2 separate regions of the Macaca mulatta genome follow, and region 2 is linked to region 1. The links are chromatin contacts, called in public Hi-C maps. All regions are on one chromosome and are shown on one strand. Each heading gives the region's core, a stretch centred on a gene start, on an enhancer-like site or on the middle of the called end of the contact. The rest is flanking DNA. Distances are from core to core; before and after follow the strand shown. Region 1 holds the start of TRIM45 (tripartite motif containing 45). Region 2 holds the start of TTF2 (transcription termination factor 2).

Region 1 (2,700 bases), core at 83-2,582:
GTGAGGGCCCAGTAGACAGGCTGACGCGACTGGAGATAAGAACAGGTGGAGGGGAAGGGAGCAGCTGTTTCCATTTTTGGAATTTTGGAGAATCAGGAGACGCCCGGTAAGGCCAGAGAAAGGGGCCGTGTAATTATAAAGTTAAAGGGGTCGGACGTGTTCATCTTCCAAATTAGTTTTGAGCCCACAAAGGGCTTGTCCCTCACTGCCACCGTCCATTGTCCCATTGTGACCAGGTAGGAGCCCTCCGTGATTGACTGATAAAAACAGCGGGTCCATCTCGCTCAGCTCGTTTCTGTTACACAGAAATGTGGAATCCTGGGTGACATTCAACTCCTTAGGTCATCTGCATTCTCCCCGGACGGAGAAACAAAGCCTTCCCGAGCCCAACAAGGAGGATGGCGCTGCCCAGGCCGGTCGAAGTAAGCCCTCCATTCCAGACCTCGGCTCCACGGTCTCCCAAACCGGTTCCTGGAACGCGAGCCTGAGATGCCCTCACCCCCGGAAAATACCCAAAGCCAGGGAGCCGCGGAAGTGCTTGTACCCAGCACGCTAGGCGTGATGGACCTGTGAGTTACAATAAGCGCCGGAGGACAGAAGGGAGCCTCGCAGCCTTACACCGGCGTGGAGCAGGAACGTCTGGCGCCCCCGAGCGGCCAAGACCTCAGGAGCCAGAAAAACGTCTCCCACTCTCAGCACGGGGCCAACTGACAGTGCCATCCACCAATGGGAGAGCCCAGTCTGCGTTCGTGGGACCAGTCCGAGGCCACAAAGAGGGCCGTCCCGGCAGCAAATCAGCGTGGCTTTTAAAGAGGCCCTGATGCCTCTCTGGTCACCACAGAGATAGAGGGACAGTCCCTGTGAAACGGTGACGCCGACTACACTATGCCGCTTGTTCCCAGCCTTCGCCTTTTCCTCCCGCCGCACTCCAAGCCCTTCGGCCGCCCCGCCCACGACCTTGTCAGGTCCCGCCCCCCGCGTGAGTGGACTGGCGAAGATGTGGAATTACCAAAACTTATTGGATGCTTAGTGGCGTCACTCTGGAGGGCGGCGGGGCCCGGAGCGGCGAGGGCCGCCCCTCTCGGACGGTGATTGGACTCGCCGGAGTAGACCGGGTTGGGATTGGTGTGAGGAGGGGCGAGAGCCCGCGGGCGTCCTGGGTCGAGGCGAGGGGGAGGCGGTGGTCACCGAGAAGCCGGCAGGGGCTTGCAAGTCCCTCGTCCGGCGCGCGCCCTTCGCAGAGGGAAGGAGCAGGAGGGCCCCTACCTCATCGTGCGCGGGCGGGGTCGGCGCTTGTCGCGTGTGGGGCGCAGTGGGGCGGGCGGCGGGAGGGGGGGTGGCCGTGGAGGGAGCGAGAGATGCAGGAGTGACTTTGTTGGCAGCAGGACTAGCTGTAGAGCTAGACCTGGAAGCGCATCCGGGGAGACTTACGGGGCAGAGGAGGGCGTGGGCGTGTCTGGTATGGGATGCAGTGGAAAGGAGGGGGCCCTCCTGATTAGGTCTGTGGGTGGTTCTTTTGAGGAAGCCTGGTCTTCCCGTCTGCCCTTTTATTTGTCAGCGAGGGAGTCCCCATGGTCTCTGTTCAAGTTCTGGAAGCTTTCTCTTTGGGTGGGCTTAATCATCTCCTACTACATCGTAGAACTGCCCAGGGCCCTTTCTGATACTGGCCACAAACGTGGGGAGTATGTCAGAAAACAGAAAGCCGCTGCTGGGCATTGTAAGCAAACTCCCTAATGGGACTGCACTTGGAAACTCAGGCAAGACTCACTGCCCCTTGTGCTTGGGGCTTTTCAAAGCCCCCAGGCTCTTGCCTTGTTTGCATACAGTTTGCACCACGTGTCTGGAGCAGCTGGAGCCCTTCTCAGTAGTGGACATCCGAGGGGGAGACTCTGACACAAGCTCTGAGGGGTCAATATTCCAGGAACTCAAGCCACGAAGTCTGCAGTCGCAGATCGGCATCCTCTGTCCGGTATGTGATGCTCAGGTGGACCTGCCCATGGGTGGAGTGAAGGCTTTAACCATAGACCACCTGGCCGTGAATGATGTGATGCTGGAGAGCCTGCGTGGGGAAGGCCAGGGCCTGGTGTGTGACCTGTGCAACGACAGGGAAGTAGAGAAGAGGTGTCAGACCTGCAAAGCCAACCTCTGCCACTTCTGCTGCCAGGCTCATAGGTAAAGATGGGGCATTGCACCCGGTGTAGCTTAAGAGCAGATTACAAAGGTGTCAAGACAGAAATCCCTTGGTGAGCAGATGAAAAGGAAGGCCTCAAATACTGTGGAAGGTCAAAGAGCAATATAACGATGCAGTAGCAAATACTCTAGTACAACAGTTAACCCGGTCAGCCTAATATAGTACCTGTAGCAATAGCAATGGAGGTTTTCATAATCCCTTTCAATTTACAAAGTGCAGCTACAGTTTCCTTCAATCATCAATCATTCATGTAGTGAATAATTGTACTGGGTGCTGGAGAAATAGGAGAATGAATATAATAGCATAGATCCTGCTCTTTATCTCCTTTGATCTTGCAACTCTTGCAGAAAAGCAGGCCCTGTTTTCACCCCCATTTATTAACTGGGGAAACAAGGTCAGCAATATTTGATTTGCCAAGGTCCTACAGTTGGTGAGTGTGTAACAGAACTGAGTATTAAATCCAGATCATTCTGACTACATTCCACTAACCCATGCTACACTCCTAGAAT
Region 2 (2,700 bases), core at 181-2,680, 63 kb after region 1:
TTGTGTAGATGGGACCTAAATAAGAGTGTTTCTCTTAATGTAAAACCAAATCTTATGCCACCATTAATGCTGAATTCCTGCAAACGTAAAAATGCTTCTATCTCACAAAACTTGACCTGACAGGCTCAGTGTAAATCATCTAACTCATGAAACAGAAACATGGGAAGTTAGTGTACATGTTGAAAGGACACTTTTCTAATACTGATATCCATTATGTACTTTACATCTGACACGTGGAAAAATAACTTTTCTCTAACAAGTTCCGCTGAATGGAGAGCAAACGTTTAATGATGTGATGGTAGTTTTAAAATTCACATAGAAGATGTAGACACTTGGTATTGTGAAAACATTAACACTTGACAAACTATTAACTTTCCTCACTTTAGAGAAGATGCTTAACATTTCTGACTCTCTCCTCCCACCTCAGCCTCACGAGTATCTGGGACTACAGGCGTGTGATACCATGCCCAATTTTTTTTTTTTAATTTTTTGTAGAGACGGGGTTTCACCATGTTGCCCAGGCTGGTTTCGAACTCCTAGGCTCAAGCGATTCGCTCGCCTTGGACTCCCAAAATGCTGGGATCACAGGCCTCACACACCGCGCCAGGCCCTCCGTTGTTTCTTCCAGCGCTAATTTCTTTGAATTATCAATTTCACCATTTAGATGCAGAGACTCCTATTTTAAAATAAAAAGGCTAACAACTAATCACTAGAGTGTTTTAAGCTCAAACATTTAAAAAAACAGTCGGGCCTAAAACTAGTGCAAAACACAGATAAATTATTTTCCACCATGTCTGCTGTGTGTCCTTACTCCTTTAAAGGGGGAGGGACTGTCTGAGCAGAAGAAGGGAGTGGTTAAGTCCTGTCAGGTGAATAGAAACCCAGAGCTGGAAAACACCGATCTTCAATTTTACAGGTAGGGAAACCATCGGCCCAGAGAGGGAGAGTAACCAGCCTCGGGTCACACAGCCAGAATTAGCTGGGCGTCTTCCAAACACGCCACGCTGCCCTGGGATCACCAACTGCTTAAAGGGTCCTGACAACGCAGACCAGGGCCCCACCACTCCTCGTCTCTGTGGCCCCCAACAGCGGGGAGCCGGCAGCTCCTCTCGGGAGGCCCCGGGCAGCCACAGGGAGTGGGGCCCAGGTCGAGACCTACTCGGTGGCCCGCACGAAGCTGCACGTGTCTGCCCGGCACACGTAGAAGCTCTTTCCTTTATTCGGGCCATCGCGGACGCCGGTCTTAAGAAAGCAGAAAGTCCCTGAAGAGAGAAGAAAGTGAACGATTACGCCACGCTAAATTAACAGGCCCCAGGGGACGCTGAGACCCTGGCCCCTTACCGTGCTCCGGACACCTAACTACTTCCATCTCGCTGGGTCTCCCAAGTTCCACAAGGCCCCGCCCCAAATTCTGCTTCCGCCTTTTACTCCGCCCTCTTTGTTCAGGAACCAACCATCACTCAGCTCTTGCAGTCTTAATCCCGCCCACAATTCTCCGCCCTTGGCCTTCTTCCATCCTACCCGCCATCAGCCAATCATATAGGAACTTCGCTAACCTCCAACCAATCACAGCCGCCCTCAGGTATGGCGCGCGCCGAAATCAAATACTAAGCGAGCGGACGTGGAGGACCCGGCATTTGCTGGCTGGGGCGTGGCTGAGGCTGGGGAGAAACTTAGAAGGCGGCGGGGTTTCCGGAGGAAAGGAATCATGGATTTGCAGGTCTTGGAAGAGGGAAGGGCAGCTCTTGTTTACGTTTAAAACCGAGAGGCGGCCCTAGGGGTAACGCCAGTTAGCAGGCGCTGAAAGGCCCTGGCTTCGCGGGCGTCTCTGAGCCAGGCTGGCGCTCGTGCGCGCTGGGCTCCTCGCTCAGTCGCTGGCGGGGAGGCCGGGGGAAGCCGCAGCTGCAGGCGGAGCCGCGAGATTTGCGGTGCAGGAGCCGGAGCGGCCGGGGTGGTGGGAAGTCCCTGGAAGCTGCTGCGGGGAACTGAAAAGGCTCTCATAGGCAGGCACAAAGACTTCTCTAGGACCCCCGTCCCCCTAACAATGCTTTAAGTTTGCCTCGTGCTTTAGATTTCACAAAGTGCTTACACATACACGGCTCTCCTCACTCAGCCTGATGAGATGGGTAGCATTTTATGGAAGATCCGGAGACTCAAATTTGAGAGACTCACCCAAGGTCAAAGAGTTGGCCAGTGGGCTGGTCCGTGGACAGGTGCGCGGGTCTCAGCGCCATTTGGCCCGCGCAGCTGCTACCTGTGTGTACTGGATGTTCTTTAGGCTCGCCCAGAGTGGAAGCCCCGAGTTACCAGCCTCAACGTGGAAACTACGGAAGGGGAAATAGATGACTTTTGGTGAAGGCGAATTTTGCTTTATTATTTTGTACTGTCAAACTTTTTTTTACTAATATTCTTTTGTAATTTTGAAAGTGGAAGATGAGGTTAAATAGAAGAAAGGGGACAGTTCCCTTCTATTTAGCTTCATCCTCGATTTTTAAAATTTGAAGTTGTAATCAAAACTATTAGTAAACAAAAAGAGAGGAATAGATACCAGATTTATTGCAATAGAAATAGTTTCATATTGCAGCTATTGAGGACCATATGTCCCAGACATATGGTGTGGCACCTGCACTGTTCTTATGGGGGCCGTAGAACAGAAAATCTGTAATGTCTAGGAAATCTCGGCGATGTGATAAACGTACA

Evidence for each region. A called contact is a pair of places that touch in the nucleus more often than the background predicts.
Region 2: a contact with region 1 is called in a Hi-C map of liver, with 2.4 times the contacts expected there. The contact joins the promoter of TTF2 here to the promoter of TRIM45 in region 1. A contact is called at or near these places in 6 of 14 Hi-C or Micro-C datasets (CD4 T cells, blood, cortical neurons and 3 more).

Annotation. Positions count from the first base shown.
Region 1 is chr1:123,160,256-123,162,955 of T2T-MMU8v2.0, forward strand. TRIM45 (tripartite motif containing 45) reads left to right here and starts at 1,333. Exons shown (of 6, transcript NM_001266726.2): 1 at 1,333-2,172. The coding sequence starts at 1,685.
Region 2 is chr1:123,223,189-123,225,888 of T2T-MMU8v2.0, forward strand. It overlaps TTF2 (transcription termination factor 2), which reads right to left and starts at 1,431. Exons shown (of 24, transcript XM_077950316.1): 1 at 1,342-1,431; 2 at 1,160-1,262. The coding sequence starts at 1,369.